Linked DNA regions of Zea mays: regions 2, 3, 4 and 5 are each linked to region 1. The links are chromatin contacts, called in public Hi-C maps. All regions are on one chromosome and are shown on one strand. Each heading gives the region's core, a stretch centred on a gene start, on an enhancer-like site or on the middle of the called end of the contact. The rest is flanking DNA. Distances are from core to core; before and after follow the strand shown. Region 1 holds the start of LOC100283185. Region 2 holds the start of LOC100281374. Region 3 holds the start of LOC103640187 (cation-transporting ATPase HMA5). Region 4 holds the start of LOC100217109. Region 5 holds the start of LOC100277599.

Region 1 (4,695 bases), core at 1,362-3,861:
GCATCCACTTATACATGTGCCCACCAAACACGTGGCCACGAAATCCTGGCTGGTTATGTACAGTCAACCAAACAACCATACAAAATATTACTTGCATCCACTTATATAGATTTGGCTCGGCCTGCATGAGCTTCTGAACGAGGCTCTGCCTAGCTAAGGAACCAAATAGATGGCATATAATGGTTAGAGATAGCAATGGGTACCCGAAACCCGAAACCCGATGGGTTTTTACCCCATTAGGGTACGGGTTTGGGTCAATTTTCATACCCATGGGTTTATTAATGGGTATAAATGTATACCCGACGGGTTTATGGGTACGGGTTTGTTCCTATAGTACCCAAACCCGTGAACCCGTGGGTTTTTTAAACTCGACCAAACTTAGTGCACATTGTCATTTTATTTTATAAACGAACAACAAACTTGTTATCTACTTATTTACTTCCTAATTTTTATCAAATAGTGAATGTATAAGTAGTTGGTGATAGTGTTGCTTGCTTGCTATTATAGTTATTACTAGCGTTATATATGTGGTGGATGTATAACTTAGTGTAAGGTAACTTGATTATACAACTAATTATTTGTATTTAATTCTCTCTACAAATATTTTTTATACCAAATCATGAACTCGTCCATTACATAAATTTTGGACCACGATCTCATTAATCATTACGATACTTATTGATTATAAAAAGAATAAGCATATTGGAGATAAAAACCCGCGGGTAACCCGTGGGTACCCGCAAACCCGATGGGTACGGTTTTGGGCAAAATTTCAAACCCGTCATGGGTATGGGTTTTTTAATGGGTGTAAATATTTTTCACGGGTACGAGTTTGGGATAGCAAAACCCGGCGGGTTTATACCCGTTGCCATCTCTAATAATGGTGGGTGTGCCGCAGTGCAATGGAGAGCTGCTTCATCGTCGTAGTAGTACTAGTTGATCTGATCAGCATATGGCCAGCTGCTCCCATCTGTACTGCAGTTTATGGAGACTCCATGATAATTTGTACTCGCCAGTATAGATGTCTAGACGGGCCACCCGGCACGGACCCGACACGGACCTGTTTCGGCCCGGTACAAATAGGGTCGGGCTAGGCACGACCCGTTGATGCTTCGGACTGGGTCGGGCTGGCCCACGTGCCTAGGAACATGCCCAAACCCGGCACGCAAAGGGAAAAATCGTGCTGGGCCGGCCCGTTGGTCCGGTGGGCCTCAACGTACCGGGCCGGCCACTGGCCCGAACCAACAGTAGAGCAGTATATAAATACATATATTTAACAGAATTAATCATATATCATAACATATTATTTACATATATTAAGACAACAAAATTCATTTATCAATTCACAAGATAATATCATATTAATACAAATATGAAATGATCACTCAGCCTGCGTCTGTATTTATGTATGCATTTATTCTGCTTAGAATTAAATGTATCAATATTTATATATTATGAGAGAATTAAATGTATGTATTTATCAATGCATTTATATTATGTTTGGCTGGACTGTTCTCATGCATTTGTTCTGCGTATTTAGTATTGATCATTTAGCAGGCTGAGTAATGTATATATTTATCTGTTAAATGTATGTATTTATATACAAATATGAAATAACAGTCCCGACCCATTTAATTGAATTGAGCCTGCGCTACACTGCATTTGTGTTCAAATACGCGGGCCGCCGTTGAGCCGACCTATTTATCGTGCCGGGCCGGGCCAAATCACGCGGACCGTCGTATCTGCCCATACCTGACCCGCTAAACGGGCCGTGCCGGGCCGTGTTTGGACCGGGCTAAATTTGTGCCGTGCCACGAATTAAACGGGCGGCCCGCACTCTGTTTGGACATCTATACTAGCCAGTGGCTGATCTGTGCTAGCTTGAGGTGGCCAGCAGACGGCAGGAAAGGCCGTGGCGCAGAAAAAATGTCGTCCATCAAATACTTCTAGGTAACCATCATGCCTGAGATAAATTGGGAAGATCGACATGCCCGACTTCCACCTGATTATCCTATGGTCAAATAGATGACATGCTACCACTTCATGTTTAAACTAGTGTACGGTTCACAGTAAACCGAGCATATATAAAGATTAGTTGGTCATGTTAATGCAACCTTCGCTTGAATCGAGTTTCCAACTTAACACGGCTGCTAATCATTCAACGCTCCCTCATCTGTACCGTTTGCACCCCACACATATTTATGTCCATATATAATGATATTGTTTTGTATCAACGTTCCGTAATCTTGCATTAAATATTTTTGGCTACTAAACGAACTCAGATAAAAAAAACTTTAACTATAAAGTTTAAAATTTTATCAAGCGCTACAACTTTAGTATAGGATGTACCATCAATAGAGATAGTCTAATTTTTTTGAAACAATTAAATCTCAAAATATATGAATTTTAAAATATATATTTGAGACTCTAGATGACTGTAAATAGAAAACATATCCACACCACTTTCATCCCTACCACCATCCAATTTACTTCGGCCCATGAGCTCAGAGTAGTTGGACGGTGGAAGCAGGCCTTAACGGTAGTGGAGGCCCAGTTGACCAATCGTCGAGGAGTCCAGGCCTTAACGGCGCCGACCGCTCCACGTCCGCATTCTGCAGTATGGCTCGCCGACTCTGCCGTCTCCCTCGCCTCTTTCCCCTCGTCTCGTCTGCATCCGCCTCCGCCGCCCCAAGACCTCATCACCTCCCCTTCGCCGTGAACCCTAACCCCGCGCCCCTCGCCCCCTCCTTCTCGTCGTCATCGCCGCCCGCTTTTCCGGGCCCCCATCGCCTCTTCTCTTCCACGAGTATTCCTCTCGATGACTCGATCCTCCTTTCGTCTCGCCCATGCCCCCCTCTCCATTTCGTGCGGCTCTCGGGGACTTACGGCTTTTTGGGTTGGCTGTTTCAGGTGGTTCAAGCATGGTGGTCGTGGGCTCCGCGGACTCCTTCAACAGCATCTTTTCCAAGGTGCAAGGTACGGCGCCGATTTCCTCCTCTCCCATTTCCAAACCATGCTAGATGCTAGTTAGTCCTTGCCTCCTTGGTACGTCTGGTGTTGGGTGACGAATTGGGTCATGGTGGTTCGATGGTTCGTTCGTTCTCTTGTGCCTCACTGGCTGTGAACTGTGATCCCTGTGGATCTTGCAGATGAAAAGCTACCAGCTGTCTTTTACTACACGGCGGTGTGGTGTGGACCATGTAAGTACTGCCTCATTCTGATGCCAGCGTTGCCAAGTATAGGGCTTCATTCATTTGTGTCATAATTTTGTTGTGTGATTGTGCCGCACTGCAGGTAGGGCGATCGCACCTTTAGTATCAAAGCTGAGCAGCCAGTATCCCAAGATACCGGTGTACAAAGTTGACATTGAATTGGTAAGTCTGCAAATTTAGATTTCACTGCTACTGCGATATGCTAGAAATTGGCTGTTAAGTGTTAGCCGTGGTGAGGTTTCTGAAGCAGTGAAGAACACAAACGTAAGTTCACTAACTGGAAGAACACAAACGCGAGTGTGTGTACTGAGAGCTTGTGCTGTGCAATGCCTTGCAGCTGTTCTGGTTTTTTCTCCTATATTATGCAATGCAGTGACTAAACATGCTACAAAGCTGGAGGTAATGGTGATCATGTCCCATGCAGTGGAGTGTCACCATGGCGCGCACGATGCCCAGTCTTCCTGGTCGTGCGCACGCAAGACTTGCTCAATGGCTTGAGCATCTAGGAATGGATAAACATGCCTAAGTCTATCAGGGTGCCTAAGTCTATCGGGATCTGGGGTTTATGCAACATTAAGTAAGCACTAACGTATGGGAATATTAGTATGCAAAGTCGCAGTTTGCTGCTTCTTCATCACCGCCACATTTACCACTAGTCCACTATACCAGTTTTAAGATCTCTGCTATACAGTCATAATTGCAGACTGGTGTGGTATTGTTTCCGATGCTTAACCAGTTAACCTCTAACTATTGGTTCTGACTAACCGATTCAGGTTACATACTGCCTTTCTAGCATCACAAATTTAAATTCAGGTGAAATCTGTGCAAAATTAGATTTAATGTTGTTACTACATTACTGAAGTTGTTCACAACCAGGTTGCCTGTTATGCTATGAAGCATGTATACGGAAATGCATATTGGTATCGAGCGGATACAGATACACAGATGTTTTAGCATTTCTTAAATAAATAAATAACTGTGCAAAATAAAATTCTAAAACCAGGAGCAGCCTAGAAGGAAACAAGAAACATTGAAATTGCCACCGTTTGCAGTTTTGATCACCAGTTACTAGTACAGACCTTCAAATGAATTGCTTATGATGGAGATGGACAGATGGAGGATGAACCACCACCGGTGATCAGCAGCCGCCAGGCAGATCTGAAGAGGAGGGGGCGAGAGGGAAGCCAGCCGCCAGTGCAAGGAACTGAAGAGTCGTGTGCTACGTGAAGGGTTTAGAGGGGGGCGGGGTTGCCGTTTTCATATGCCTTATAGTCAGGCCGAAAATAGGCAGCCCAAATAAAACTAAACTAATTCTGGTCGTTGTCTTTTCCAAGTCGGATGACTAATCAATAATCATGATTACAAGCTGATTAGTCAGACGATTGGACGACTAGTAGCCCTAATCGTTACTTCCAGTCCGACTTGGCCGATTTAATCATGATCGAACGACTTTTTTCTCTCTCAACGTACAGGAGAGCTGCGC
Region 2 (4,695 bases), core at 700-3,199, 400 kb before region 1:
GAGCCGCGGCGGCGGCGGCGGCTGCGAGTCGCGAGAGGAGAGACTGTGAGTTAACCCTAGAGCCGCGGCGGCCAGGCTCACTCGTGAAGGGAAATATCTGCGTTCAAAATGGGCCTGGCCACAATATCGCATAGGGCTCATCTCAGCCAGGCCCCCCCAAGATGGGCCAGGCAACCAAACATGGCGGCATTGATTCAAATGGGCCTGGCCGTGCACTGGGCCAGGCAACCAAACATATCCATAGTGTAGTATAACAGATCTGCACGGGACTCATATGTGGACAAATGATCAACAAGCATGGAAAATCGTTCCACATACTCAACAACCGAGCCCGATTGCCTGATATGAAATAGCTGGTGAATCAAGGTCTCGTGCTGGTCGTGCCCGAAGCGGTCCTGAATTTGAGAACAAAATTCAGACCACGACCAACCATGGACGCGACGCTGGATAGACTGAAGCCATCCTGTAGCTCTACCCAAAAAATGCATAGTGGCTACCCTGATCCACCTAGTTGGATGTACTTCATACATGTCAAAGTAATTTTCACAGAGTGATTTCCACAGTTGAGGATTATCTCCGTTGAAGCAAGGCAAATTCACACGTGGCAGGTTGCCCCAACCCTCATGATTTCCCTCAGGAACCCCAAATCCCTCAACATCTATGTGAAACTCATTGCGCACGGTAAAATCAGGATGGGAAAACTCAGGAAGTTTACCCTTGACCGGGCCATGGGGTTGGGGTGGAACTCGCCCAGACCCACGCTCCCGGTGGTAATCATCGAAGCGGGTGCCATCAGGCCTATCGACGCTGTGGGTTTCAGCAGGTGGACGCCCAATTGCCACCATCGAGGAGGAAATGAGACCAGGCTTGGCGAAATCTAATGCCATGGATCCACGTTCCATGAACTTGTTTGCCCAAGAGATTTCTAGCGCAATGTTGTCGAGCCTCTTCTCGACCTCCGGACGCCAGCCATCGAACTGCGCCAGATCCATCTCGAGAGAGATGAATCGTGCCTCCGACTTCTGCTCAACCTCGACGAACCGCTGCTCTAAGTCGCCGCATTGGCCGACCATCGCATCGGTGAGGCGACCCTCCATCTGCGCCAGTTGGCCCCCATCTGCACCAATTGGTCGAGCACACGCTGCATCGTAGCATCCATGGCTAGGGTTGGTGTCGAGCGTGGTCGACGACCCGGAATTGGTGGTAGGTCCTCCAGGATGAACTACTCTGATATCAAATGTTAACCTTCGAGAGAGTAGGTAGAGAAGGAAAGGGAAGAAGATACTTGGAGAAGAAGAACAGGAGAATGGTAGTGTTGTTTTTCAGTTATTGCATAACCCATTCAGTTTCGTCAGAGGTCTCAAGTACTATCTCACGAGTGCTGCACTCTGCGACACGTCTGCTGGGCTACCATTCCACTCGGCCTCACAACGATTAGCTTACAAGGCCCATTGTGGCCCAATATATTTTGCATTCGGCATCCTTTTCCGTGCTCCACGGCTCCTTGCCGTGCCCACCTTGGCTTGTAGGTTCATCCATAGAGCCTCCCGTTGTCGCCCTTGACGCCAGCAACTCCTTCCCATTTTTGTTGCTCACACCTTGCTGGCTTCCTTCACTGTGCCTCGTGCTTCTTTCTATGTCCCATAGGTTATAGCATTGCTGGTAACTGGCTGACAACTATCAATTCCAATCTCTAGTGTCCCTAATCGTAGCCCACAACCCATAATAATTATTTTATTAAGTTTTTAATTATGTATGATTGTGAATTGGAAAGATTTTGATTAATCGTGCTATTAAATTGTTAAAAATGATTGTGTATATTATATTAGATGGATATCCGAAATCCATCGAAAACCCGATCGATATAGACATGGATATGAATTTCTACCCGCTGATATAATTAAATACAACCTTGGATATAGTTGCAGATCGATCTGTTGTCATCCCTGTTCTTTGCCCACTTTCACCTTGCTTTCCCCATTTCACACGCTTTCCTTCCGCCCATTGACGAGTTGACGACCAACAGACCCAGGCCTCCGACCAGATCGAGGTGAGCGAACGTGCCCCGCCTGCGCTGGTGACGGTGAGGGTGAGGCCGCACGCCATCCGCCATCCTCACTGATGGTTCCGTCCCGCCGCCATCGGAGAGTGTAGAAGTGGAAGCAAGCAGATAAACCCCAGGTTCTGTACTTCTGTCAACTGTCCTGTTTTTCAGACGAAATCGAAACATGTTAGATCAATCAATGGAGACCTCTTTTTAGTGTCGCACTTGTTGAAACGGATCCACTCGAGACTTTTTCAGATCGATTAGGCTTATTCTTGGGGCTGGTAATGTGAGCTTCTCACTACCGGATTTTCCTGCTGTTTTCTGATGCCCATGCCCGTCTCTCGCCCGTGCAGCACAAGTAGTTCGTAACGCCATCCATGGGATCCTCCTTATCGAACCTCACCGACGCCGCTTGCATCGTGCACCAGTTTAAGATCAACGGCTACTCGGCTACCAAATCCATGGCGAGGACGGACTCGCTCCCGTCCAAGCGGCTGGCCGTGGGAGGGTACGAGTGGGAGGTCCACTACACCCCAAGCCTCCTCGTCGACGGCAGCTACATGATAGCGTTCAGGCTCGTCCTCCTCGGCGCGCCGCGTCGGAACGACGTGAAGGCGGCGTTCAGATGTCGGCTGCTGTATCCTTCCACCAACTACGGTCATCAACGCGGTGCGTGCGTCAGCGATTCAATGGGGAACGTGGAAGGTCAGATGTCTCATGCGTTCAAGCGGGCGAAGGAGAGCTCGGGATGGATTCCGCTCCGCAAAAGGAATGTTGTGGAGGCGGCCCGGGTCATCGAGAACGACTCTCTCACTGCCGAATGTACCATCACGGTGGTCACCGAGCTACCTGAACCTGATACAGCAAAGACTAACGCCGTCTTGCCCCGAATTCGGCGATTGACGGGCGTGCATTCCTTGCACCATGATCTCGGTGAGCTCTTGGGCAAGGGAACCGGATCCGATGTCGTGCTGGTGGTTTGCGGTGAGTCCTTCGCAGCGCACAAGGCCATACTTGCATCGAGGTCCCCGGTTTTCATGGCCCAGTTCTTTGGCCCCATGAAGGAGACGCACTCGCAGTCGCAGAGGGTGGAGATCATGGACATGGAGGCGGCCGTATTCGGGGCCATGCTTCGCTTCATGTACACCGACGTGGTGCCCGAGCTTGAGCGGCAGGAGAACGGCGACGTCATCGCGCAGCATCTGCTTGCAGCTGCGGACAGATATGGACTCGACAAGCTCAAATCGATGTGCGAGGACAAGCTCTGCGGTGGCACCACAGTGGAGACAGCAGCGACGACTCTGGCGCTGGCAGAGCAGCACGGTTGCCCAAAGCTCAAGGCTTGGTGTGTTGAGTTCATCGCTGCAAACCTTGATGCCGTCATGGTGACCGAGGGTTACAAGCATCTGATGACAAGCTCCCCGTTGGTTCTGAATGACCTTCTGAGAGCTGTGCGTGGAACGAAGAACTGAAGAACATTGGTAGTTGTATTGTATCTGCTCTCTATGAATTCGGTGTTTAAGTTTATATTCCTTCCCATTGAGGAAGGGTGGATTGCTGGAAGGCTGTCATTTGAGAACTTGGCTTCATTTCTAGTCGTTGTCCCAGCTCATGGGTTTATGGGTATTTTCTAGGAGAAAAGAGGTAAGACTTAACTATCCTAATGCTACAGAAAAGATAGTTAATGACCATTCGCACGTAGTAAAAAACTTTTACAGAAACCTCAGTTGCGGTTTGCAACAAGTCAAGGCATAAATATACCATCCTGTCCATCCATATATCATCCATACTAGCTGTGCGAACATTACATTTTACATAATGTCAAGTTAATCCAATCAAATTGAGAGTTAATCAAATCTAGACTTAGTTTAGTTTACCATCTAATTGATGGAAGAGTTTATAGTGGTTTTGCTCTGCCGTTCCAACAGAGATATGTAAATCTGTCCCCCCCCCCCCCCCCCCCCCCCCCCCAACTTGATCTTCTCAAAAGCAAAATCACCTCATTATTAATCCTACGTTTCAACGAAGTTATCCAATCACCAACTCATGCTACTAGCTAGTAGAATAGTAATGCATGTCAATATCTTTCACCTTTTTTTTTTGCCTTCCTAAATTCTACATATGCTAGATGCCTAGATCTTATCATCAGATTGACGTCAGGACAAATAATAATAGCACAGGTGTGAACAGTTTCTTCGGAACAAAAAGAAGTGTCAGCAACATTCATTCATACTTGCGCAATAGTAATCGAACCTAGAATTATAGATGGCCAGACCAGGTCTACTGGGTGGCCTGGAGTATGGCCCAAAAAGGCCCAGTATGGCCCACAATTCATCATTTCCTGGCCAGCTAGGCCTGTAAACCATGTCGTGTTCGGGCTAATTCCTAGGCATGATATGCTGGTCCGGCATGACATAATTAGTTTTTCAGTTTTGTCTATATAAACGGAGTGTTGATCCAATTTATGGACCTTAGTCCTAACCATAGGTCAGGTGTTGCAATGGCATTGGCCAAGCATATAATACATACAGGGAGTCTTACATGGGAGCCAAACTCCCTGCAAATTGATCTTCTTCGACAATTGTGGAAGTAACACCAACTCATCATAATGCTACTCCTGACTAGTAGCACAATCGTGGATGTAATCA
Region 3 (4,695 bases), core at 1,627-4,126, 340 kb after region 1:
CTGCCTGTTTGATTGGGCTCCGATCACAGGTTTCCGGCTACAAAAACACATCCAAACGTGACCTAAAATAGATTGTATTTTGTCAGATTTTCCCCCCAACGCAGATAAAAGGAGATGATAGATTCCACTGACGAATCTGTTCCACCAATTTTATCCAGCTGTAACCAAAAAAAAAAGCGAGGGTATTTTGAGACATTGACTATCCTACATTATTGTTATCCGGAATTTTAGATCGCCTTCTGTAGTTCCGTTTATACTAGCCAAATTATAACATTTCCGTGGTTGATCCAAGTATTTAGTAGACCTTTGTAACCATCGCACTAGGATTTTTCCGCACAGACGCGGCGACGCATCCATGTGTAAGATCTGCATCCATGTCAGCGCCCACTTGAACGCCTCCCTGTGGGCGCCCACTCATTGCGTCCATATCGATCTCGCCATCCGCTTTCGAGGGGGCCGGCGGTGCGCGGTGCGCGCTGAGGCGATCTCCGGCGAGGCGAGGCGAGGGAAGGGCGAGCAGCTAGCGAGTGCGAGACGAGACGACAGGCCTGAGGTGCGGCGCGACGCGACGCGGACTGGCATCTTGTCGGCCGCGACGGGACTGATCGCATTTGCGGCGAAAGGTGCGTGCCTCTTCGTCGCGCGCGCGACGGAGATCTCGTCTAGCTCGTCCACCGAACGAGTCGGCGAGGATCGTGCGAGGGCAGGAAATAATTGAATCGGCTTTTGGGCTTTACGTAGATCAATCAATATTCAATAGTAGTGATATTGGTAGTACTACGTACGATCGGTAGCAAAGCTTGTGCCGGACGGACGCGACGGCCGACAAGTCAGCGTCGAACGTTTGCGGAGCCGGTTGCCGTGTCCCGTCCAGCCAGCCCACGCACACGCACGCTTGGCTTGCAAACCACCCCAGCCTTGGTCGGGGTCGGGCCCGCCCACAGCACGCTCCAGGCAGTGCCCCCTACCAAACCAATCCATCCACCCTCACCGGTCACCTCACCGATGACGCAGAGCAGTTCGACGAGTTCCTTCCTTCCAAGTTTCATGTCCGGGGACGGCAACTCACCGGAGCATCAGGCAGGCCGCGCATCTCCCTTCCCGGCCAGTTCCCACCCAGTCCAGTGCACTCCTGCCGTGCCGCGCGCGGCTCCTATGTGCCATCGTTGTCCGGAGTTGCGCGCTCGATCGATCGGGCAGCTACCCGTTTCCGTCTCGGGCTACTAGCCTACTACGAATGCGTCGCGCGTTGACCAGACAGACACGTACGTAGGATGCGCATGCGTACGTGGACCGTTGAACACGTGCCTTTTCAGTTCGTGCTTGTCATCCGGGTGGCATTCTCATCAGGGCACGGCCGCACGGGTCTCCCGTCCCGTTACTCCGTTAGCATTAGCACAGACGCCAGCGCCCAGCGGTCCAACATATAGAACACACTACCCACATATACTAACATAATATGGCCACTATAAGACGGGGTATTTTATATTCTTCAGATTTCGCGTTATTTGTAAGGAACTGTGCTGCGATTTTGCATCTCTCTCTCTCTTTTATAATAGATCGAGTGTATGGACTTTGAAGTCAGGGTCTCACTTTTCGCATGAATCTGGTCGAAGCAAGGCTAAATAAAAAAACGTATATGTATAGCTGTTTCGCTGACGACCTACCGGTGGAAAGCTGGTTTAGCTCAACTTCTCCCTCCGCTCCACATGGATAGCCACGCTTCAAAATTCTAAACAACACACAAAACAGACAACATGTTTCTTCTTAACCACCGCGCTCGCTTTCCCACGTAAATTGTCCAACACCGTTTATTTCTTTTAAAAAATAAGAAATGAAAAAAAAATCAACAAGAAACTATTTTCCCAAAAGAATCCTATTTAATTTGGTGACAATGAGATCACGGGAGGATTGAAGGAGATTGAGGGGGAAATAAACTAATTCCCCCTTCAATCCCTCTAATTCCCCTATGATTCTTGGTCACCAAATCAGTCCTAAGGGCTACTTTGTAAACTTCAAATCCCCTTCGGGATTGGAGAAGATTGATGTGAAAATGAACTAATTTTCTTTCCAATCCCTTCAATTTTAAAAGAGATTTGAGTTTCTAAACTAGCCTTAAGAGAAAATAAACTAATTTCCCTTAGAAAATGAAAAACCTTGGAAAAAAGGGCTCACAAACTAACCTTAAAATAGAAATGATCTTGTCAGGTATCATTATCCACGTGAGCTAGACCGAAGCTCTGCTTTTGCTTCAAACACACAACTATTACCATCCACGTGAGCTAGATCAAGACTGTGTTTTTGCCTAAAACAGACAAAATTACCATTATCCACTTGGGCTCATGAGCTATACCAAAACCGTGATCTTATGCATAAGTGGAGGTTTAAACCTTTTAGTTGGCTCCATATCCACATCTACCTAACTAATAAAACATACATATTTTATAAAAAAACAAAAAATATATGTAAATAAGGTTTATCGTAGCAATGCACATACGTCTAACTAATATACAATTATGCAGCTGCACCTAGAATTCTAGGTTGACATGGAAGAGTGCTTTGCAATGCTGACGTCTGAATTCCACAAACCCGTCAGACATGAAACCAAGTCAGACGAAAGAGATAAGCCGTCTTAGATACCTGAAAAGTAAAAAAGGAAGAGATCAAATGGGAAAGTTGCCTCTCCCACATAAATCTACGAAGATACCAATGTATAAAATGTATAAAAGTAAAGAGTAATGAGGGTTTATTTAGATTTACACTTTTAAACGTTAGCTTTAAAAGTTGGAGAAAAATCCAAATCAATATTTTTTAAAAGAAGAAAAAGGAAGCTTACTCTTAAACTATAAAGCTCTGCTATAGAAATTTAAGATTTAGAACTGATTTTATATTACTAAGAGTATGGAGGGAATCCAAAAGCGCATACACATATCTACAAAGACCCGCGTGCTCTGCAAACCACCGCAATTTGGCCCACGACCGCCGCCTGTTTTCCCGGTTACATATATAAACTAGCCCCTCCTCGGCTCCTCGCAATTCGCCTCCCACCAAATATTCCTACCCCGCTGCTCCACCCCCTGCGTCTGACGGGCATGGCCCACCTGCAGCTCTCAGCGGTCGCCGGCGCCCGGCCGGCCGCCGCGGGCGGGCGCGGCGACGAGATGGAGGACGTCGCGCTGCTCGACTCGTACGACGAGGAGATGGGGCTGCCGCTGCCGGGTGCATCGGGCGCCGAGGCTGCGGAGGCGCACGTGCGCGTCACCGGCATGACGTGCTCCGCCTGCACCAGCGCCGTCGAGGCCGCCGTCTCCGCGCGCCGCGGAGTGAGGCGCGTCGCCGTGTCGTTGCTCCAGAACCGCGCCCACGTCATGTTCGATCCCGCGCTGGCCAAGGTGCTTACCGGTGCTCCTCTCCTCGCTTTGGTGTGGCGTATTTCGACGGGCGATGCGATCCTTGCGTACTCGCAACCGTTGAGTGGACGCGAGGCTCGTGCGGTTCCGTGGGAAGTTGGGAGCTCTCCCGTACGCTTGCGTGGTGGTATTTTTGTTTTGAATTGTCTGCGTTTTTTCCGGGTAACTTGTTCGTGTTTGACGATGGTTGGACTGCGTCTGCGTTTTTGCGTGTCAGAATACGAAACTGAATCGCGTGTGTGTCGAGCACTTGCTTCGTGCTATTGAGTGAATTGCATATGGGCGTTTTTTTTTTGCTTGAATTGAGAGTGCCTTGCCTTGTACAAAACTCGCTTGGGTGGTATTGTTTCATCGACCTCTGATTTGGTTGGTGGAGTAAATGCTGTATAAACTCTGAGAAATCAGGAGTTATAAGATTGGCTATTACGATGCTAAAAGTTTTTGCTCCTTTTGGCTTTCGTGATTTGGTGAGCTGTACCTTCGTTGGAAGCTCGTGATTGTCGATCGCCTGTGCATCGTGGGCATCGAAAGCTCAAAGCTGGCACGCGCTGAAGCAGTCATGGTACCAGGGGAAATGGGGCTCTTGGTGTACTACAATCACTTTGGATTGGTAGTTGAGCTAACGAGCTGCTGATTATGTCTTTCATGGGGAAAGAAATGCTGAACTCAACTTTCAGTTCAGGAAAGTTACACAAAAGAGAAGGGGCGAGATTTTACTTTGCTACGATAACAGCGAAGCTGAGTGTGTTTCGTGCACCATTCTGTTGTGGCACGCTAAATATGGTATTGTGGACGAATAGCTACTAAGGCCATTTGGTTAGAGGGACTTATCTTTAGTTCCTGTTTTTTAATCCCTATTTTGCCAGATCGGAAGGACTAATTGACTTTAGTTTCTAGTCCCTCACATGGGTTTGCTAAAAAGGACTAAAAGACAACATTTATTCTAATTGCCCTTGCCTAGAAAACCGGCGTGAAATAAGAAAAAAAGTATTTGAGTCTTTATGTGTTGCATTTAATATATTTAGAATTTATTTAGTCCTTACAACCAAACAGGGTAAGGACTAAAGTTTAGTTCCAACTTTAGTTTTAGTACTAATGGAACCAAACAGGGCCTAAGGATGTGTTTGTTTGGGATTATAATTTGCCTAGATTATATAATCTCATTTATTTTGAACTTTAATGAGATTACATAATCTAGGCAAATTATAATCCCAAACAAACACCTCCTAAGCTATGGACCTAAGCAATCTTGTACATTCTTGTAGGACCACTCCTGGCATAGTTA
Region 4 (4,695 bases), core at 1,373-3,872, 310 kb before region 1:
AAAATAAAAATGCCGATAATCTCAGATTGGAACACTGGAAGATAGGATGTCATACACAACCAGTTCCATAATAGTGGTTAGACCAGAAAATGTTAGCCATGAGTATGACTTCTTAATTAGAAAGGGGATGACAACTAAATGAATGCTGAGGTTTGTGTCCAAGTTGGAGCAAATCATAAATTGCAGAACCAAAAATCAGATCTCAAAAAATCCGGACTCGACCAGATGGACAGACTTACATTAATTCTAATTATTTCCATTAACACATAACAGAAAGATGGCAGTAACCTTGTAATTACCAATACCAAGCAAAACCAATTCCACTGGAGAACTTATCTTTTCAAATTCCACAGGTACCGTGTATTTTTTCAAATTCCAGAAGTATATGTCTATTGGATAAGGATGATGTGCTACAAATACAGCAAGCAGTGAATGCTATCCAATTACCTTCTCGTTCCACTGGATAACTTATTTTCGATCTTCACAAGTATCATGTGTTTCTTTTATTTGCACAAGTGTCATGTAGTGAATGGGCATATATATACCGACAAGAAGGATGTCGTGCTACTACTACATCAATCAGTGAATGCTATGCAATCCCTTCCCATTTTACAACTTTTAGACATTCTAGAATAAATAAAGTCTTTTAATACCAAGGATAGGTGGGTCCTACTAACTCTTTTGTCGCAAAATAGCATGACGATTAGCGGTTTCAAACTTCCAAGGTCGTCATCCATTTCAAACTTCCAAGGTCGTCATCCATTTGTCGGATTGTGTGAAGCAATGCGCCAATGAGAACTTGTGGATAACTTAAGAGTAACCGAACATCTGGCTTAAGGTGTCATGTGGCCATAGGATGTAGGCATGTAGCCAACAATGTAAGACTTCTTGGGTTGAACTAGTGGTAGTTGCAAGGCCATTGACACATGTCCTCTTTGGCTTAGCCCTGGCCACCTTCAAGAACCATGTGGTTGGACCGAGGATCTGCTGGGTCAGGGGATCTTGGATTATTGAGATAGTTATTAAAGTTATAGGGATCTAAGCTATATCTGATCATCATTTAAGTGTATTACAGATAAAGGTTGTCAAGTTCCAGATCTTAAATAGAATCAACGATGCTCAAATTAATAATTTAACATGTTGCAAGACTCTAAAAATAATAGCTCCCAGTCATGAATACATGACATTTTGGGAAGGAAAAAAACTAACACTAGTAGCACTATAATTACACAATAATTTACATGAGTCTAAAAAAATAAAATATGATAAAAAAAAGATACATAAACATATAGCACAAATGAAGGACATTACATCTTTATATAATAAAACATCATATGCCATGCAGTTATTTACAATCGATTACAGTAGGAGAGGGTAGCATGTAAATCATGATCACGGTTCACGATCCTACAAGATATTCTTGGCTAGAACTAGAACGATATCTAGAAACTGTGACTAGGGCAATATTCAAGCCAACCTAGGATCCTAGAAACTTAGGAATATAAGGCTCAAGAGAATATTAATGAACTTTTGTATGAGAACTATTCCTCTGATTGATTTAATGCAAACAGTGAAATGACTTGTGTACAGGATTGCTCTTGACAGAACATCTGAAGGGTACCATCAGAGCCACACATACAAGCACAAAACTGAACACCTCAAGTACTTTGCTTTTACCTAAAAGATGGACACCGGTTCCCAAAAATGGTGGTCATCCGTGAACAAGTTATGGGGACAAAAAGAACAGATCTATGATGGTGTTCCTAATCTTTTGTCAAATTTTCAAAAACAGAGTAGCAGAACTTCTTTTTACTAGAATCTGACAGTGTAGGCTTCTTTTCATCGTGTTCTTTGGTAGGGCCGTGACTCGTTTGTAATTAAATAAAAAGAGGCAAATTACTGTTTGCGGTGGCCGGTGGGTACCCAAAGATGAACAAGTAATCCAAAGCAGCAAAATGGAGCAATGGAGCATAAGCGATTCGAGCATAGAGGAATAGAGATTCGCGGACGAGAAGGTTTGAAACAAACCAAGCCGATCCCCCGACACGGTCTGACCACGGACTGAAGACACACGGTTTTCAAAGGAGCGCTATTTTTAGTAGTCAATCTTTCGTCAGACTAAATTAAACGCTTTTTAGGTGAAAATGTGGAAAGTAAAATACCCTCCAGTACAGCGCGCATAAAAATACGCTACAGCTACTCGGACTAAAGAAACAGCTGAGAAAACTAGATCGACGACGAGAGCAGGGAGAGATACCGCGGCAGCGGCAGCGGCAGCAAGAAGCGAAGCTCAGGTCCGTTCTTTCCTCTAGCCCAATTTTGCGCCTGGCAGGCCGCAGCTTTATAGCGGTGACAGTCCCCCAAACCCCAATTCCACATCGAAAACAGGAACGCGCAAAGAACCTCCAAAGATGGCCGCGAGAGGTCCAAGAAAACACCGGATCATGCGAATCAAGGACAGAAATTCCGACGCTCACTTGGAAGCTGCGGCAGAAGGTCGGCCGACGGGCGGGCGCCAGGCGAGACGGCGGGATGCCTCCTTCCTCGCGGCTGGCTCGGCTAGGGCACGGAAGGGAGGAATGGGGAGAGGAAGCCTCTTGGCCTTCTCTCTCTGTCTCGTCGACCTCCCCCTCTCTCTTTCCTCTAGTCCTCTCTCCCCTCGGTTCTTAAATTCTCCTCGGAGCGAGGGCGTGCGTCCCATTGGCAGCACCACCTGGCGCTTCCGGGTCCAGGCCAGGCCAGGCCTCTGCCTAGGTCCGTACTGAGGCCGCCCAGCTCGGGTTTGGCCTGGGCGCAAGCCGTCTGGGTGGTGTTCTGGGCTTTGACACGGGCCCAGACGTCGGTGGCAGTGAGGTACGGAGATATTTAACTCGACGTGGAAACGGAAGGTGGTTGTGCAGGTCGTGATGATGAGGTGTGTTTAGTTGGGAAATGGCTGCACTGTTAAGCATAATACCCCATGGTACTGGACCACCCTTAACACTCTGCGTCTCAGCGGTTGTCCGCATCGAAAGCTTCGATTATTGTCGCCTACGGAAAGGGTAGCGGCTCATGATTAGACTAATGTTAGCGCAAGCGATAGCCTGACAGCTGTGTTTGTGTGCTTCGTCTCAGCGCACGCGTTGACGGCGGCTAGAATCTCTTCCGGGTGGTTTTGATATACTTTCTCTGGCACAGGAGAATCTTGCTGGATTTTTAGGATTTTTTTTGGTGCTCTAGTATTAACCCTAATCTATACATGTGGAGATGGATTACGGTATAATTTAGTTTAAGTTATATCCTAATTGGCCTTAACACATGTGGATTGTGGTCAATACTAAAGTACTCAAACAGGTACGAGGAATTAGAGTTGTTGAAATGGTAGAATCCGCATCAATCAGACGCACTTACGTGCCTAGGCTGACGACACTTACGCACGAGGGTCGCCCTTGGCTATATATCTATATGGTCATGTAAAAATACAGCTTTGTTTACAACTGAAGTTTGGAATAGGAGAGCTGTTGGATAGCAGCAGATCGTGTGTATGGTCGTTTGTACTGTTTTACATTGTGGACTATATTGTTTACAGAATAAAGTTTGAAATAATGGGTGGAATAGAAGGTGGGATAGAGAGACGGTTGGAAATAGTCTTCGTATATCTCCAACAGCTTACTCATCTATATCTATCTTTTAAACTTCACTCAGTAAACACAATACAAAACAATGTTTTATACGGTCATATGCATGTTATATTAATCATGCCCTTAAGAAGAAGCAAATGCTCTTGGAGTAAAATAATCGAGCACAGCAAATGCACGTGACAGCAGACCATGAGGCTAGATTTCAATTTTACATCTTCGTTCACTAACAACAGGCTACGGGCATACCATCTAGCATCCGCCGCAAACACATGCATACAAGCTTTAGAGGAGATTCTCCTCTTATGTCTCTTCAGCAACATTCTTTAAACGATATTCTAAATATAAAGAACGTTCTCTCGTCCTCCGTTCTCTATATATAGAGATTTTCTCTCCTCTCTCTCTTCTATCCATTTTAATACTTTAAAGAATAGATTCAACAAAACTAAAATATGTACAACATATTTAAGAGTGTGACAAATACATACATACAAAAAAGTAAAAAATATGTCTCTAATATAGGTATTTATGTATAGAGGTCGAGATATAGATGACGTTGGTGAAGATTGTCGGCGTTTCGAGACCGGGGGGTCCCTGGGCCGACGAGTGAATGTCGCCGCGTGCCCCAGCCCAGATGGGTCGACGCGAGGCCGAGCGCGAAGGGGGGAAGTGAGGTGGCCGGAGACAGGCGTGAGAGAGGTGGAAATCCCATGGCCTTTGTGTTCGTCCCGCGCCCAGGTCGGGTGCGCTTGCAGTAGGGGATTACAAGCGTCCACGCGGGAGAGGGAGCGAGCGGCTTCAAGCGAGCGCCTGTCTCGTCCTCGTCCCCGCGCGGCCAACCCTCTCTAAGAGGGCCCTGGTCCTTCCTTTTTTAGGCGTAAGGAGAGGATCCAGGTGTACAATAGGGGGTGTAGCAGAGTGCTACGTGTCTAGCGGAGGAGAGCTAGCGCCCTAAGTACACGTCATCGTGGCGGCCGGAGAGGTTTTGGCGCCCGGTTCGTGTGATGTCGTGGCCGTCGGAGGAGCACTGGAGCTTGGCGGAGGGACAGCTGTCGGAGCTGTCGAGTCCTTGCTGACG
Region 5 (4,695 bases), core at 561-3,060, 280 kb before region 1:
ATAAAACTATAATCTATATTTAGAGAACTATTGGAGAATTTACATTTTTTACTATTAAAGTTATTTAGCAACTTTTAAAATATATGGTTTAGAGGACTAAAATTTACATAACTGTTAGAGTTGCTCTAAAGGACATCCTTTTAGCCCAAAATGGGCGTGTATAATTGCTGGCTTTGCAGCAATAAGTCTGTTTAGCCAGAGAGGTGTTCGGGGTTTGCAAGTTCAATGGACGAACATGCAAAAGTCAAAGACCTTCAAAATAAGATTATACTGCTTGCGCCAAAATAATCTTCAGCTCTAATCTTAGCTCAACAACTAGGCTGCATCGTGGCAAGAGAAAAAAGAGAGAGAGAGAAAGAGGATAGCTCGATACTATAAATTAGAGCGGGAAGTAAGACATTTTATAAGATTTATTTTAAAAAAATTACAGTCATCGATGTAACAGAGTACTAGTACTAAAATCCACCTACTGCCAGGCTAGTACTTCCACCGTAATTCTAGACAGAGGGAGTAAGTAGTACGACCACCAAACCCTACGCTTGCCTGCTGCAGTGCCGCGCCGCGACTCGCCGTTGATCGGTGCATGCACCATCTCGAGGGACACGCGGGGGCAGCCTTGTTGGATGCGAATAATCACGGCGGTGCGGCAGAGCGGTGGTGACCGTGACTGCCGTAGCGGCACAGGGGCGGCGAGCAAGCAATAATTGCAGTGGCACCAAGCCACCAACAACTCTGGATGCGATGCAATGCAATCAAACCTTGCCAGCCTCGCCCCATCTCGCAGCCTCCCCGTCATGCCGGTCGCCACCATGCCGCCCCGCATCACTGCGTCAGTCACTGGTCTGGACTCCACTGGAGCAGCAGCCTGCCAGAGTACCACCGACAATTACTAGCGGTTTAGCACTCACTAATCCAGACAAGGGCCAAGGATCTGCAGCATGCCAATTGCCCTCTCGACTCTCGTCCACAGCTTAGCAAAAATATGCTGTAGCAGAGATTATTCCACACAAAAATTAAAAAAAAACTCAAGAGCCGGCCAATGGAGAGGGCTGTTGTGGATGAAGCAGCATTAGGCGTGTAAGCTTTCGGAATGGAAACATTTCCTCTTGGCCGATCCCTCATCCTCCGACCACGGGAAGAGGAGTCGTCAAGGGACGTACGGCGGCAGATCCTTGATTACAAGCCATCGCCACCTCTCAGGCCTCAGCATATGAACATACTCACACAGCTACAAGATTACTAATTGATGATACTTCTTCTACAAGACTACCTAGCTATCAGCTACTACAGCCAATGGCTGACGCGCCACCAGCGCTTGGACGCACGCAAAGCCAGCTCCCGAAGCGGGTGCGTTCCATCCGACGTCGGGGTGGCACTGGCACCTACGACCCTGGCCTCGGCCGCCTCTGATCTACTACTGCGCCTGCCGCGCGGCGGGGGCTGCGAGCACGAAGCGGGAGGCGAAGGAGCAGTGGGCCTCGTTGCCCTCCAGCGCGGTGCCGAAGTCGAAGTTGCGCGCGTAGCTCAGCGGGTCGTACTGGTGGTGGTGGTGGTGGCGGCAGCGCGCGGACGACGACGCGGCGGCGGCGTGGCGCGCCCCGCCCGTGGCCGCGCACAGCAGCCTGCTCTGCCGCCGCAGCTTCCGCACCAGCCGCCCCAGCGCGGGCGCGCACCCCCCGGGCGAGGACGACGATGGGGCCCTCCTCGCGGCGGCACTGCTGCCGGCGTCCGCCATGGTCTTCGGTCGCTCGACGCTTACTGCTGGAGTGCTGGTGTCCCCCTGCCTGCCGAATGTGAATGAATCTTGGCGACTGCGAGCGGTGGTGGAGGCGGAGGGACCGTGTGATTTTATAGCGAGCCGAGCAGTGGAGCGAGTGGAGCGGAGCGGGTGGTGGTTCGCGCTGTTGTGTTGGTGGGCAGCGCGCGGTTTCGCGTTCGTGCCATGTGGTCCGGACGTGGTCGCGCGAATAAAATACGGCGCGGCGAGTCGGGGGGCCAGTGTAGCGTAGTGTAGACAGTAGAGTAGGTGTGGTGTTTTCCGCTTCTTTTTGGGCAGGATAATGGCTCCAACCACTCTTCTTCGTGGCTACTCGACCTAGTACCTTTTGTTGCATCTAAAAGGGGGATGAACTCATGATTAGGAATGGATGGAGCTCGGAGCGGCGGCAAACAAGATGCATGCGCTTAGCTCCAGGAATCAAGGGAGCTGGCAAGTGACAAGACAAGATCACTCTACTCCGGATGCTGTTCCGTTGGGTCACCAGTCTGTCAGCTGGCGAATCGGCCGGCGTGAAGCGGGAGTACGCGCCCCGACGAGCCAGTCGGCAAGGCAACGAGGTTTTGGGCGTTCCGAGGCCGCGCGGAGAGGAGGACGCGGAAGAGGAACATGAACCTCGGCAGCCGTCGGTGGGCGGTGCGGCGCGCGCCGGACTCGCTAGCTGGCCGGCACGCCGTGTTCCGTACTTCGGGCCCTGCGTCCGGAAGAGCGACATCTTTCGCGTCCAGGTCCAACCGTCCAGGCAGCTGGTCCGTCCGTCTGACGACGATACGTGGCGGGCGCAGCACGAACAGCGCACGGCACATTCATGTGCACTTGTCCTCGCAGCGAATGCCGTTCGAGGTGATGCGTACCGAGTCCAGGTCAAGTCAGCAGATTGCTTTCACTGCCTGCCCGTCACAGGCTCACAGCACTGTCAACGCATCATGTGCTGATTGTTTGCCATGTCATGCTCATACGTGTGCTGTCTGGACTCTGGACACCGGACTCTGGGTCCTCGTTTGGAAACCAACACATTTCCAGAATCTAAACTGTGCACATTATTCAAGAAAATTCAACCTAACGTTAAATAATTGAGATTCTTTCTTGCAGCACACTATCCAAGATAGAGAAACCAAGATGTTTGGAACTGTAATAGATAAAGTTTATCTGATTACAAGAATATCTATGTAAACAAGGATGTAACAGTTAGTCAGCTAATAAGTTGTTAGCTGGTTCTAGTTGGGTTAGAGTAGTTACCAACTAATAATACACATTAAAAAGATATATATCTAACAATTAACTGGTCTATTAGCTGATCTGTGCTAAACTTCTCAACTAATCTTAACTGCTAACTAAGAGTTCTATATGTTTGGAAAAGGACCTATGTACTGTATATGTATATATAACGAGGCCTTATTACACTGCTAGTACTCTTAAAAATGTTGTTGTGACCCGTAAAAAATAACGGCATGTTTAATGCAGCTATAAGTATTCTAAATCTAGAAAAAATATCTTTAACTATTGTTTTTAGTTAAATATTTCGACTCGATGAATCGTGGAGCACGCATAAATCTAGATCTAGGGGCTACATTTATGGATTTTCTAAAACAGCTCAAGGCCAAACTGCCAATGCCAAATTGCCACCGAGCGTTTAATTACACGAGTTTAAACAACTTTGCTGTGTTGTCCTGACTGCGGCGTGCAAACACAAGTCACCCACGCAGCGCCTGCCTGCCTGCCTGCCTACTGCAAAACTCTGCTTTAGCATCGAATAGTTTGACCGGTCAGCGCGCAAGCACACGTCACCCACGCACCCCAGATGCTGATTGGCCTCCAGTTGACACAGAATATGCGGCGTTCAACAGTGCGTCTCACGGTGTGTTTGGTTTGGCTTTTGGCTTTGGCTTTTGCCCCCTAAAAGCCAAAAGCCAACCAAAGGGCTGGATCTAGGAAGCAGCTTTTTCTAAAAGCCGACTTTCTCGTAGTGTAAAACTGAAAGCACCCCTAGACCTGCTTTTAGTGGCTTTTGGATGGAACTGTGAAAACATATATCAAAGAACTTTTAACGACTTTTAGTGGTTTCCACCAAACGATTTTTAGCTTTTTAACAGCACACAGCCTACAACAGCTTTTTCCACAGCTCACAGCCCACAGCAACTTTTTCCACAGCCACAGCCCAACCAAACAGACCCTCACATTCTCATGCTCCTTCCTGGCTCGTCACTCGTCAGTCAGCACAGCAGAGGCTTTTCAACTTGGGTGCTTTGTGGGTACTGGGATGCGCACATGGGTGTTGGAGATTCCAAAAGCTCCCGTCACATGCTTCCACAGATGAAGGCTGGTCACCCTGCTCAACATTCTCATCCGCTTTCTGTTCACCCGTTGGTTGTTTACCCCATCCATATTGATTTTCCGCGCATATCATATATATATCTTTAATTTTGTTTTGCACGAGGATTCCTCGTTTGGTTTTGGGTGTGATATTGCACGGCGCAGTCTGAAATGATATGTGCCGTAACTAGCTTTTATTTTTATTCCATAATATCAATCGCTCTCTACAGTAGTACTAGTGTAATAGAGAGAATTAAATATATGTTTTGATATTTGAATCAGAGTGGGTTACCTCTCATATCCTAGATGGAGGGAGGATCTAGGCTCTCATGGTAGGATGGCATTTTATAGGTTCGATTGGTAGCTATTGCGGTAGGATAGCCGTAATGTGCTAAGAGCATCTTCGCTAGTTCCATGGTCCCTAAAATTGACTTAGGGTGTTATTAACCAAAAAAACATTCTCCAACAATTTCTTAAATGAGGTCCTTAAATACACCAGCTTAATAAATATCCCTATTTAGTCCTCGTAAGCTATTTGGTACTTCCAATAGCCTATTTCGTGCGTCAATCGCGCCATAAAATTACTTGTCTACCATCATGTTCGC

Evidence for each region. A called contact is a pair of places that touch in the nucleus more often than the background predicts.
Region 2: a Hi-C map of leaf shows a contact between it and region 1, with 5 times the contacts expected there. The contact joins the promoter of LOC100281374 here to the promoter of LOC100283185 in region 1. A contact is called at or near these places in 4 of 25 Hi-C or Micro-C datasets (bundle sheath, leaf and tassel).
Region 3: a contact with region 1 is called in a Hi-C map of ear, with 4 times the contacts expected there. The contact joins the promoter of LOC103640187 here to the promoter of LOC100283185 in region 1. A contact is called at or near these places in 8 of 25 Hi-C or Micro-C datasets (bundle sheath, ear, endosperm and 3 more).
Region 4: a contact with region 1 is called in a Hi-C map of leaf, with 8 times the contacts expected there. The contact joins the promoter of LOC100217109 here to the promoter of LOC100283185 in region 1. A contact is called at or near these places in 9 of 25 Hi-C or Micro-C datasets (bundle sheath, ear, leaf and 2 more).
Region 5: a Hi-C map of ear shows a contact between it and region 1, with 2.6 times the contacts expected there. The contact joins the promoter of LOC100277599 here to the promoter of LOC100283185 in region 1. A contact is called at or near these places in 2 of 25 Hi-C or Micro-C datasets (ear and tassel).

Annotation. Positions count from the first base shown.
Region 1 is chr9:114,925,047-114,929,741 of Zm-B73-REFERENCE-NAM-5.0, reverse strand. It overlaps LOC100283185, which reads left to right and starts at 2,611. Exons shown (of 7, transcript NM_001156087.1): 1 at 2,611-2,806; 2 at 2,911-2,976; 3 at 3,150-3,200; 4 at 3,295-3,374. The coding sequence starts at 2,620.
Region 2 is chr9:115,320,887-115,325,581 of Zm-B73-REFERENCE-NAM-5.0, reverse strand. It overlaps LOC100281374, which reads left to right and starts at 1,949. Exons shown (of 1, transcript NM_001154292.2): 1 at 1,949-3,603. The coding sequence starts at 2,425. The coding sequence ends at 3,519.
Region 3 is chr9:114,584,014-114,588,708 of Zm-B73-REFERENCE-NAM-5.0, reverse strand. It overlaps LOC103640187 (cation-transporting ATPase HMA5), which reads left to right and starts at 2,876. Exons shown (of 9, transcript XM_020543877.2): 1 at 2,876-3,392. The coding sequence starts at 3,093.
Region 4 is chr9:115,237,839-115,242,533 of Zm-B73-REFERENCE-NAM-5.0, reverse strand. It overlaps LOC100217109, which reads right to left and starts at 2,622. Exons shown (of 2, transcript NM_001143478.1): 1 at 2,478-2,622.
Region 5 is chr9:115,205,074-115,209,768 of Zm-B73-REFERENCE-NAM-5.0, reverse strand. LOC100277599 reads right to left here and starts at 1,810. Exons shown (of 1, transcript NM_001151114.3): 1 at 1,070-1,810. The coding sequence starts at 1,735. The coding sequence ends at 1,415.